2 separate regions of the Pan troglodytes genome follow, and region 1 is linked to region 2. The links are chromatin contacts, called in public capture Hi-C maps. All regions are on one chromosome and are shown on one strand. Each heading gives the region's core, a stretch centred on a gene start, on an enhancer-like site or on the middle of the called end of the contact. The rest is flanking DNA. Distances are from core to core; before and after follow the strand shown.

What was found. Capture Hi-C pulls out chosen DNA fragments and counts their contacts.
Region 1: a contact with region 2 is called in a capture Hi-C map of stem cell-derived neural stem cells, with 3 times the contacts expected there. The contact joins two enhancer-like sites. A contact is called at or near these places in 4 of 7 Hi-C or Micro-C datasets (induced pluripotent stem cells, a lymphoblastoid cell line and stem cell-derived neural progenitor cells) and 1 of 1 other capture datasets (stem cell-derived neural stem cells).

The regions. Positions count from the first base shown.
Region 1 is chr10:115,609,868-115,615,104 of NHGRI_mPanTro3-v2.0_pri, forward strand. It overlaps SSH1 (slingshot protein phosphatase 1), which reads right to left. Exons shown (of 15, transcript XM_016924125.4): 10 at 4,195-4,323; 11 at 1,491-1,537; 12 at 1-93. Among named protein-coding and RNA genes, the nearest start is that of MIR619, 33 kb to the right of the region's middle. Within about 2 kb of position 1,549, at least 12 of the 24 cell types and tissues checked have an H3K27ac peak or open chromatin away from gene starts, as enhancers often do. A contact at or near this core is called in stem cell-derived neural stem cells, where this site is marked.
Region 2 is chr10:115,466,526-115,472,026 of NHGRI_mPanTro3-v2.0_pri, forward strand. CORO1C (coronin 1C) reads right to left here. Exons shown (of 11, transcript XM_001147913.8): 5 at 4,470-4,651; 6 at 3,044-3,163; 7 at 119-223. Among named protein-coding and RNA genes, the nearest start is that of SELPLG, 23 kb to the left of the region's middle. Within about 2 kb of position 3,071, at least 2 of the 24 cell types and tissues checked have an H3K27ac peak or open chromatin away from gene starts, as enhancers often do. A contact at or near this core is called in stem cell-derived neural stem cells, where this site is marked.

The sequences.
Region 1 (5,237 bases), core at 299-2,798, 140 kb after region 2:
GTCTCTTCATCGTAGACTCGGATGTTATGATATGCAAATAAGCCAGGAAAAAAATTATCGATTTCTCTGGTAACATTTAAAATGTAATCAACCCTGCAATGAGAAAAAAATAAGAAACAAATTTGGAGAATCTGAATGAGAAAGAAAAGCAAGGTAATAAAAACTGGCAGAGAAAAGAAAAGGAAACACACATTAACCAAGGGTCATATGTTCGTGGCGGGACTTTGGTTTTTCCTTAATAGCTATGTTTTTTGGTATTTTCTAAATGCCCTCTCAATGGTGAAAATGTGTTATATTTATATTAAGAAACCAAATTATTGTAAAGACCTTATAAAAAGAAAGCTCAGTTTAAAGCATTCTGGAAAATTAAATATATGTATTACTTAAATTTATAACTATTCATGACTATTATGAATATACAGAGGCTTAAAAAAATCCCAGTGTCTTCACTCTTAAAGAGCTAAAAAGCAGACTATATCCATCCATTATCTATATCCTTGGGAATTGCCTTAAATCTTTTTTTGGAAAAAGGCAAGATAGACAAATAAGTATTTGACAGAGTCTGCTAACCCAGGTTCTGTAGTTCTCTAAACTTAATCAATACTTTTACTTCTGGAAGAAAATAATGTCAGGAGTTAGAAAACATCTCAAATAGGTTTCATAATATTTAGACATGCTTAAAAAAATACCTAAGAAAATCATTAATTTATTCCCAGCAAGAGGAAAGCACAGAAGAGTATGGCCTTACGTTTTAAGAACACTTTCTGTTGAAAGAATGCATCTTAACCGGTAGTTCTAAAGATGTATTTTAAGATTTGTTTAGTCTTGATTTTTAAACGTGGTAATTCTAGAATGTCATCATGTCACGCCCACAGAACGGTGATTTTGTGGCTGTGTTGTTTAAAAAAAAAAAAAAAAAAAAAAGTCCAGACATCTGTTCTTGAAGGTCTAGATTGAAACACTTTTCATCCCTGCTGAGTGTTTGTCAGACTACGACAGGCATATGCTTCTGGCCAACACTGAGCGTAAAGTTGCAAGATTCCCACCAGGCCCCAAAGCATTAGCTCAGATAGAGCCCAAAGTGGCCCAGGGATCAGGGTTGCTGACTAACGCAACAGCCAGCAGACCTCTGCGTCCACACTAGGGTTTGCAGCAACTGTGCGGGGCAGGGAAGCGGGGTGGGGGTGAGGCAGCACAGAGCCTAATCAATATCCAGGCGGTCCTACAGCAATTAGAGTGTAATTTTAAGTTTTCCTCAATCCACACGATCACGCGAGACTTCGGCACAATCTAAACTCCATGAATTATTCAGGGCGTGGTGTTTGGAAGCACATCTGTTTAGCTATGCACATCAACCCCTGGCAGCCACTTCAGAGACCAGGGTGCAGGCAATTACAGGCAGGCAGCCCCAAGGTCTCCCCCTCCATGGCAGAGTGGAGGGTTTCTAAGCTGCCTGGAAGGACAGGGAAAGACAAGGGGAGGAGACTCACCCTGAGCCCTGCAGTTCCTCCAGATTGGATGCATTCCATTCAGAGCCCTGGGAGACAGATCACACAAGCTCCTGTGAGTGTCACATGTCAGCCTCAGAGCTGCTCAGGGGATGCATGGTTTGCCCTAGCTCTGGCGGTGAGGTCTTATTTCATGGCCCCATTGGCCTCAGAGAACAGAGAGAACCAGCGGCTGATATTCAAGGAGATTCCTGAGTGAGTACTCAGAGCATGAGAGGAAGGGAGGGAGGGAAGGGTCCCGGCCCTCACTGGCCCCTTGGCCTTAGGGAAACAGCAAGTCCAGGAAAACCTGCTCTCCGTCTCCCCACTTCCTTTCCTAAGAGTCCAGTGGGGTCCTGTAAGCAGAGGCAATGCGACCTCCCACCCAGGGAAGGGCACGTTCACAAGCCACTAATTAAAGCAGGAATCGTTCTACCTTCTGGGAAGTATTTTGGCAATACTGAAAAAGTTCCCACCCTCTGACCCAGTAATTCCACTTACAAAAAGCTATCCTGAGGAAATAATCAGAACTCACACAGTGATTTAGGTAGGAGGATATTTATAATTATTTGTAATAAACCAGTGGAAACCACCCAAACGTCCAAAGGGAAAAAATGAGTAAAATAAATGAGGCTGGATCTTCATGATGGAGTCTTTAAAACAAATAAATTTTGCAGAATATTTAATGACACAGGCAAATACCATGTAAGGAAAAAAAATTTTAAAAGAGAGGAGGATACAGGACTATATAAACATAAACAGTATGATCCTTTCCTTCTTTGTTCCTTTTCAAAGAAGCTATATATGCATTTTAAAAACCCAAAAAAACAGAAGATGGGAAAATAAATATGCCAAAATGTTAACAGGGACTACCTCTGGATTTGCGAGATCGGGAATGCTTTTTTCTTCTTTAGATTTATTTCTATTTTCAGACTTTCTGCAACATGTTTTAATTTAGTACTTTTAAAAAATGGTATCATTGAAAAACCTTCCGCTCCCAAGCATTCAAAGGACATGGAACGGGGGAAAAAAAAAAGAAAAGAAAAAATGATCACTTTCCTCTTAGGAAATGCAAACAACATAGTGCCATAAAGAGCAAAAGAATCCACCTTTGGTCTTCCTTGAAACTTCCTTTCCCAAGTTCCCAAGAGGGCAGACCCCTCAGGACCAGGGGTGGCAGGGCCCTGAGCAAGCTGGCAATGTGCGACACTAGCTGAATTTTCATATTTGAGGGAGAGGCCCAAACATAAAAATTCCTTTAGTATCTCTCATGGAAAAAGTGACATAAAGCACTGAACCACACTAAAAGAATAACGCGAGTGCCGCTGAAGCTGCGAGTGTCCTCTTGCTGTGACTGCCACCTAGTGGAGAAAGAAGGAAGGTGCCTTCTGTTCCCTTCTCACCAGGGAAATCAACAGACTTCCAGGGAGATCAGTGCCCAGGACTGCCCACACTTTCAAATCCACACATGTAGATACATTTTAATCAATCACTATGAAATCTATATAGATTTGTATACAGAAATATATTAAAAATATACATATCTACATAGATATCATGACATACACATAACTCTTAATTACTTCCTACAGAAAACAAAGTCTTTCTTGTCTCTAGTAGTAAATTTACTTCCTTAGCTTTCCCAGGAAGCACTTCCTCCTCTAACAATGGTTACCATTAGTTAGCACCTGCAAAAACTGTACTCGGTGCTTTAAATATGTATTTTTAATTTTATTTTATTAAAAAAAATATTTTTTAGAGACAAGGTCTCACTATGTTGCCCAGGCTGGCTTCCAACTCCTAGGCTAAAGCTATCCTCCCCCTCAGCCTCCTGAGTAGCTGGCACTACAGGCATAAGCCACTGTGCCCAGTTTGTATTTTATTTAATCCTCATAGTCATCCCTTGGGGTATAGGATGAAGAAAAAATGAGGGAAAGTGACTTCTTCCAAGTCACATAGCTGCTGAGGCTGAGGAGTGGGAATCCGGGCCCTGGTGGGCCCTGATTTTCATTACACCACTAGGCCTCTCTAATTTTAGTAATGTGCCTTCCTCTATAGCCTCTCTGACTTTGACAACTTGCCAGTTGCCTTCTATGGATATTCACAGCATTAAAACAATCTGAGCTAGCCGTGGAGGTGCACAGAAATCAGTACAACCCACCCAGAGCTACAGGACCCGGGTGAGGGCTTCCAGCGGCCCTGGAGCCGTGCATGGAAAAGCTGTCTGGACAAGCTCAGCGGGAGCTCCGTGTCAGCTGTGTGATCTCTCCTCCCTGTTGTTTCTCATGTCTCAGGATGCCTAGGCATAATTCTGGGGTTTGGTGAGGACACTTCCTTTAGTAACTGGGGTTTTTTAGCCCACAAACCACTTGGAAGTAACTGGATGGGGCCTATGTGTTAGTGGCTGAAGAAGACAAAGGGTTTGCAAGAGTCTGAAACACATGCCAGCTGACTACGCCAAATAGCTCCCAAACAACTCCCCGCAGCTCAGCTGGGAGCCACGTCTCAAACAGCTGGCTCAAGAGCAGATCAGCAGGCTGCAGGCCAGAGAAGGGGCCAAAGAGGGGAACTCCTGCCAGCCAGGATGGAGGCTCTGGCAACTCAAGTTTTTTGCCTGCTTTTTCTCCTGGACTTGCTACAAACTCCAAACAACCAGGGTCTGATTTATGTCCCCCAAACCAGATACTGCCAGGGCCATGCCTCTTACGAGATAAAGATGATCGAAGATAAGGGAGGGCTTGTCCATCTGTCCCAAGATAAGTAGCATCTCATTGTCTATAAATTCCTTGAATTCCTTCAAGTTACAATTCATCTGTTTCTCTAATTCATTACGAATCTGTGGAGTAGAAAATATTAGGAAAAGTGATTTGTTAAAGAAAACAATCGTCCACCTCAAAAGAATTAAAGTTACAATGGAAACTGTGCCTATTTCCAAAAAAGGTGGGTGTTTTTTCTCTTTCAGAGTAATACATTTAGATACACGCAACATACATGCGTGGGTGGCAGGAATGCAGGTTATTCAGCTTAGAAGTAAACCCAACTGGGTAAAGTTTATTATTTCAAATAAGGAATTTGATTTCCATGAGATCTCTTCTACCAAGTTTAAACTACTTTTACTTTTATAATTAAATGTCAAATACATCAAATAATCTAAAATCAGTTCTATCTTTCTTGGAAAGATATCACAATATGATTTTTTAAAAATGTATTCATTAATTAAAAGACAGGGCTGGATGGAGTGGCTCACGCCTGTAATCCCGGCACTTTGGGAGGCCTTGGTGGGAGGATTGCTTGAGGCCAGGAGTTCAAGACCAGCCTGGTCAACACAGGAAGACCAAGTCTCTTAAAAAAAAAAAAAGATTATAAATGAACTTTAAAAATGTCAATTTTAACTTCTTAGATCCACCCAGTTGAATCTCTCATTATAATTCATTGCATGCTTTGAATAAAAAGCAATGGAAAAAAAAGTGATCCAGGAAAAAACATGAAAAGGTAAAAAGGTAGAGAGAAATTATTCTAGAATTTGATACTTGCAGGTCAAGCTGTCATCCTGTGGAGAAATAAGTCTGCTGTCTCTTCCATAAAACCCAAGGTAATAGGGAGCAGAAGAGAGAACAAGGGGGTGTTATTAAAACAGATCAATGCTTCTCGGTGCAGTCTGTGGATCTCATGGACTTCTCCCCAAAGGCCATATAGGTGAGGCTCACAAAGGTCAAGAAATTCACTCAATGTCTCATAGCCGATAAGCGG
Region 2 (5,501 bases), core at 1,821-4,320:
TACACACACAAATTAGAAAAATTAAACAGATACAACACATTGCCCGTCCTCTAAATCTCTGAAGGATAAATGTTTCCACTTACAGGATTTAACACCAAACATCAAAATTACTGTTTACCTTTCCACATAAGTAAATGATGCTGGTGTCAGGGTCATAGAAAGGCAGCAACACCCCATTGCTAGTGTCCATCTCATGAAGTGCAATTGGTTCCTGCATATTTTTCTGGGGGGAAGATAATAATAATACATATATGTGTGTGTATACATTTTTTTAAAAATAAATTTTTATAACCTTATTATATATTCTTCTATCCCAATTAAGCGAGCCATTTTCCTAGAATAACAGAAGTTTGAACTATGCACATACAATACTCATACATGGAAACAGCAACAGGAACGCTAAATGAGATCCAACTCACAAAATTTCACTGATTTGACAACATAATGCGCGCATACATCAGCGTGATTTCATGACAATGATGAGAAAGCCCTTCTCCTTTGTTACTGTTTTCTTTCTTTTTTTTTTTTTAAAGACCGAGTCTCCCTCTGTCGCCCAGGCTGGAGTGCAGTAGTGCTATCTCGGCTCACTGCAACCTCCGCCTCCCAAGTTCAAGCGATTTTCCTGCCTCAGACTCGCAAGGGCTGGGATTATAGATAGGCACATGCCACCACCCGTGGCTAATTTTTGTATTTTTAGTAGACACAGAGTTTCACCATGTTGGCCAGGCTGGTCTCCAACTCCCGGCCTCAGGTGATCCAGCCACCTCAGCCTCCCAAAGTGCTGGGATTACAGGAATGGCCACTGCGCCCACCCTATTTTGTTTTTTAAAAGTACTTCTTTAATTATAAAATATGTGTGCTTTTAAAAAGTTGAAAGATATAAAAAAGAACATAAAAATCATTCCATATTCCAAAATCCTACAGCCCAGTGGGTGGCAGAAGCTATTATCATTTTGATCTATTTCCTTCCGACACATGTACACACAGAGATTGAGATAGAATGTATGTTGTATTTTTCCCCACTTAAGCTAATTATGAACATTTTCCCAAGCATGACTATTTTGATTTAGACAACTGATCATATTATTTATGAAATATGAACTTATTTCCCAAATCCAAAACACTAGATTCTTCATTCTTTTTAAAAAATATAGTCCCCTCCCTCTCCCCTTCCCCCTCCCCCTCTCCCCACGGTCTCCCTCTCCCCACGGTCTCCCTCTCCCTCTCTTTCCACGCTCTCCCTCTGATGCCCAGCCGAAGCTGGACTGTACTGCTGCCATCTCGGCTCACTGCAGCCTCCCTGCCTGATTCTCCTGCCTCAGCCTGCTGAGTGCCTGCGATTGCAAGCGCGCACCACCACGACTGACTGGTTTTCGTATTTTTTTGGTGGAGACGGGGTTTCGCTGTGTTGGCCGGGCTGGTCTCCAGCTCCCGACCACGAGTGATCCGCCAGCCTCGGCCTCCCGAGGTGCCGGGATTGCAAACGGAGTCTCGTTCACTCAGTGCTCAATGTTGCCCAGGCTGGAGTGCAGTGGCGTGATCTCAGCTAGCTACAACCTCCACCACCCAGCCGCCTGCCTTGGCCTCCCAAAGTGCCCAGATTGCAGCCTCTGCCCGGCCACCACCCTGTCTGGGAGGTGAGGGGCATCTCTGCCTGGCCGCCCATTGTCTGGGATGTGAGGAGCCCCTCTGCCCGGCTGCTCAGTCTGGGAAGTGAGGAGCGCCTCTTCCCGGCCGCCATCCCGTCTAGGAAGTGAGGAGCGTCTCTGCCCGGCCGCCCATCGTCTGAGATGTGGGGAGCGCCTCTGCTCCACCGCCCCGTCTGGGATGTGAGGAGCGCCTCTGCCCGGCCAGGACCCCGTCTGGGAGGTGAGGAGCGTCTCTGCCTGGCCGACCCGTCTGAGAAGTGAGGAGCCCCTCTGCCCGGCAGCCGCCCCATCTGAGAAGTGAGGAGCCCCTCCGCCCGGCAGCCGCCCCGTCTGAGAAGTGAGGAGCCCCTCCACCCGACAGCCGCCCCGTCTGAGAAGTGAGGAGCCCCTCCGCCCGGCAGCCACCCCGTCTGCGAAGTGAGGAGCGTCTCTGCCCGGCAGCCACCCCGTCCGGGAGGGAGGTAGGGGGCAGCCCCCGCCCGGCCAGCCACCCCGTCCGGGAGGGAGGTGGGGGGTCAGCCTCCACCCGGCCGCCACCCCATCCGGGAGGTGGGGGGGCGCCTCTGCCCTGCCACCCCTTCTGGGAAGTGAGGAGCCCCTCTGCCCGGCCACCATCCCGTCTGGGAGGTGTACCCAACAGCTCATTGAGAACGGGCCATGATGACGATGGCGGTTTTGTGGAATAGAAAAGGGGAAAAGGTGGGGAAAGGATAGAGAAATCAGATTGTTGCTGTGTCTGTGTAGAAGGAAGTAGACATGGGAGACTTCATTTTGCTGTGTACTAAGAAAAATTCTTCTGCCTTGGGATGCTGTTGATCTATGACCTTACCCCCAACCCTGTGCTCTCTGAAACATGTGCTGTGTCCACTCAGGGTTAAATGGATTAAGGGCGGTGCAAGATGTGCTTTGTTGAACAGATGCTTGAAGGCAGCATGCTCGTTAAGAGTCATCACCACTCCCTAATCTCAAGTACCCAGGGACACAAACACTGCGGAAGGCCGCAGGGTCCTCTGCCTAGGAAAACCAGAGACCTTTGTTCACTTGTTTAACTGCTGACCTTCCCTCCACTATTGTCCTATGACCCTGCCAAATCCCCCTCTGCGAGAAACACCCAAGAATGACCAATAAAAAAAATAAAAATTTAAAAAAATTTAAAAAATAAAAAATATATATATATAGTCAACAGCCTCTTCAGGAGTATCAAAAGTATGTCTTTGAAATACATTTACCAGTAAGTCTCCAACGAGGATAAGAACTTCACATCCAATCTAAGACAATCAGGCGTTTAGAAAACTACACTAAGAATCCCATAATCTACTTACTCACTGGAAGACCTGCTCAGAACAGAGAGAAAGCTCAAGTGAAAGCAAGTGGAAAGGCTGGGGAGGGCGTACCGGATTCCAGAGAGCCAGCTGCCGCTCGCTCATGCGGCTGAACCCAGTGGTGAAGACATTGCCATCGGCCAGGAAGATGGCTCTCATGGGTCTTGCTCCTTCATGTGCTTTCTCCTTCTCCTGGAGAGCAAAAAGGCACATGCCACACATTAAACTGCAAGAAGACAAGGTGAGTGGAGAAACTCAGGCACAGATCCAACCTCACCAACTGCCATTCATGTTCACCTGGGTGTGGGAGGGAGGTCAGTGTTAACCATCCCCCTTCCCCAGATGAGGAAACAAAGAGATACTATGTGATCTGGTCAAGGTCCCTCTGTGAGGCAGCAAGAATGCCAGGATTTAACTCAGAAGACTCGCTCTCTCCACCATATCCTGCTGCCAACCCAAGTCTATGCACTGCGAAAATAAAACACATGAAAGGACTCTGACAAATGTTTGTTTCTCAAGAGGATAATAACATAAGGAGATTAGGCATGCCCTACCATTTCTACCAATATCATAGGGCAGAAAGAAGCCTTGTCTAGTTAACGCTTTCCTTGACCTCAGTAGTTTAATGAATGCACTAGGACAACCCTTAGAAGATGTCGGGTGGAGAAAACACTTAACACAGGGTTGGGCAAGTCCCCAGGGCTCAGTAAGCACCAGCTACTATCATTGCCCAACTCTTGAAAAGAGATGCAGCCAAAGAACAACCACATCTCAGGAAGGGCCTCAGAGTGTGGCAAATGAGGACTTCTCAGACTTACTATGTGTAGTTTCAACACTGACTGAAGACCCAAATGTCCATCTTTTGTCAAGGTATGTGATTTTGTTGAGGTCCAGTTTGGGTGGCAGAAACTAAGACACTGAGCTGATGAGAGAACCTGTTGCTTTTCGCCCCGCGCATTTATTTATTTATTTATTTTTGTATTTTTAGTAGAGACAGAGTTTCACCATGTTGGCCAGGCTGGTCTCAAACTCCTGACCTCAAATGATCCACCCACCTCGGCCTCCCAAAGCGCTGGGATTACAAGTGTGAGCCACCATGCCCGGCCACCTGTTGCATCTTTAACAGCTGTGTTTGGAAAAGGGTGAGGAATTGATTCATCAATATTCAATACTAAGCTGCAAAATCAGGAATGCAGCCAATTGGTTTAATTGATCAAGACTTATAAACTCTTAAGGACTCTAGTGAACTGATACAAACTATTTCTTTGTGAAAAAAGGCTACAAAGTGAGAGACTTGAGTAAAAGCTGGAAAATTTACAACTCTGGAGAGAAGCACAACTGGGGAGACAGAAGCCTTTATAAGCCTTCTCTTATTCACAGTTGGTGTCTACACACAACAAGGTCCCACTGACCAGTACTGCTGCCTGCCTTAAAAAGCAGAAAGCTCACACTCACTCAAGTGCTCCAACTACTGAGTTTTCATCCTAGGAATACTCACAGCAACAATCTCTTGTTTCCTGGGATCAATGACTCTCACTTTCTTGTCTTTGGAAGCTGTGCAGATCAGACTGCCATTCCGGTTCCAGCTCACATTGTAAATCATGTCTGAATGCATATCGTCCAAGTTTATAAGGGCTTCCCCTGTTCCCACATTCCAGATGATAATGGCATTATCACAACCTAAAACAGGCAAAACCATCAGAGATTAGAAGATTAGAAACACCTATGTAACACACTCAGAAAACTACAGATACAGTGAGAATACATATATGTATATGCAGAGAGAGAGAGAGAGAAAGAGAGAGAGAGAAAAGATGCGGCTGATTGTCAGAGGCCCTACCAGAGGCCCTACTTACTAACAGCGTTAAAAACTGAAGTGACAAAGAAAAAAGTTTGTATAAAAGTAATAAAAGTGTTAAAGTAAAAACACAACTTGTTAAGTTTGGGTTCATATGAAACAATCAACCAAACAAAAACAAAGAACCACACCAAAACAGAACCCTATTTTCTTTAAAGAGTTAACTGGGCTGGTAGACCCAAGTGACTTCAAGTTTCCTTTCTAGTAAAACAAGCATCAGGGTGTTGCTGCCAGCTTTGGGAGACCCCTATTAGGCAAATACGCTCCTTCCTTTTAAAGAAAACTTTGATTTTCCCCTGCTATACAATTAGTACATGTATACTATAAAGAACATATATAAACAAAAGGAAAAAAAATCACTTTTAATCCCACCACTCAGAGAGAAGATCATTATTACTTTTTTGATGTTTCTTTCCGAAAGATATTTCTGTGCACATACATAAATTATTTTACATACAGAGATGGGTTCATACACTTTACACATGGGCTGCTTTCTGCACTTGGTGGTAGGCTGTGACCCTTTTCACGTGCCAAATAAACTAAAAATAAAAGGTTTAAATGACTGTTTAGGGCACTCAACAAAAACTCTGGGTGGCAGGTTATTCAAATCAGTGAGACTCTAAGACACAGCTTTGGGATATTAAAGATGGTACAACAGTGGAAGGGAAAAGC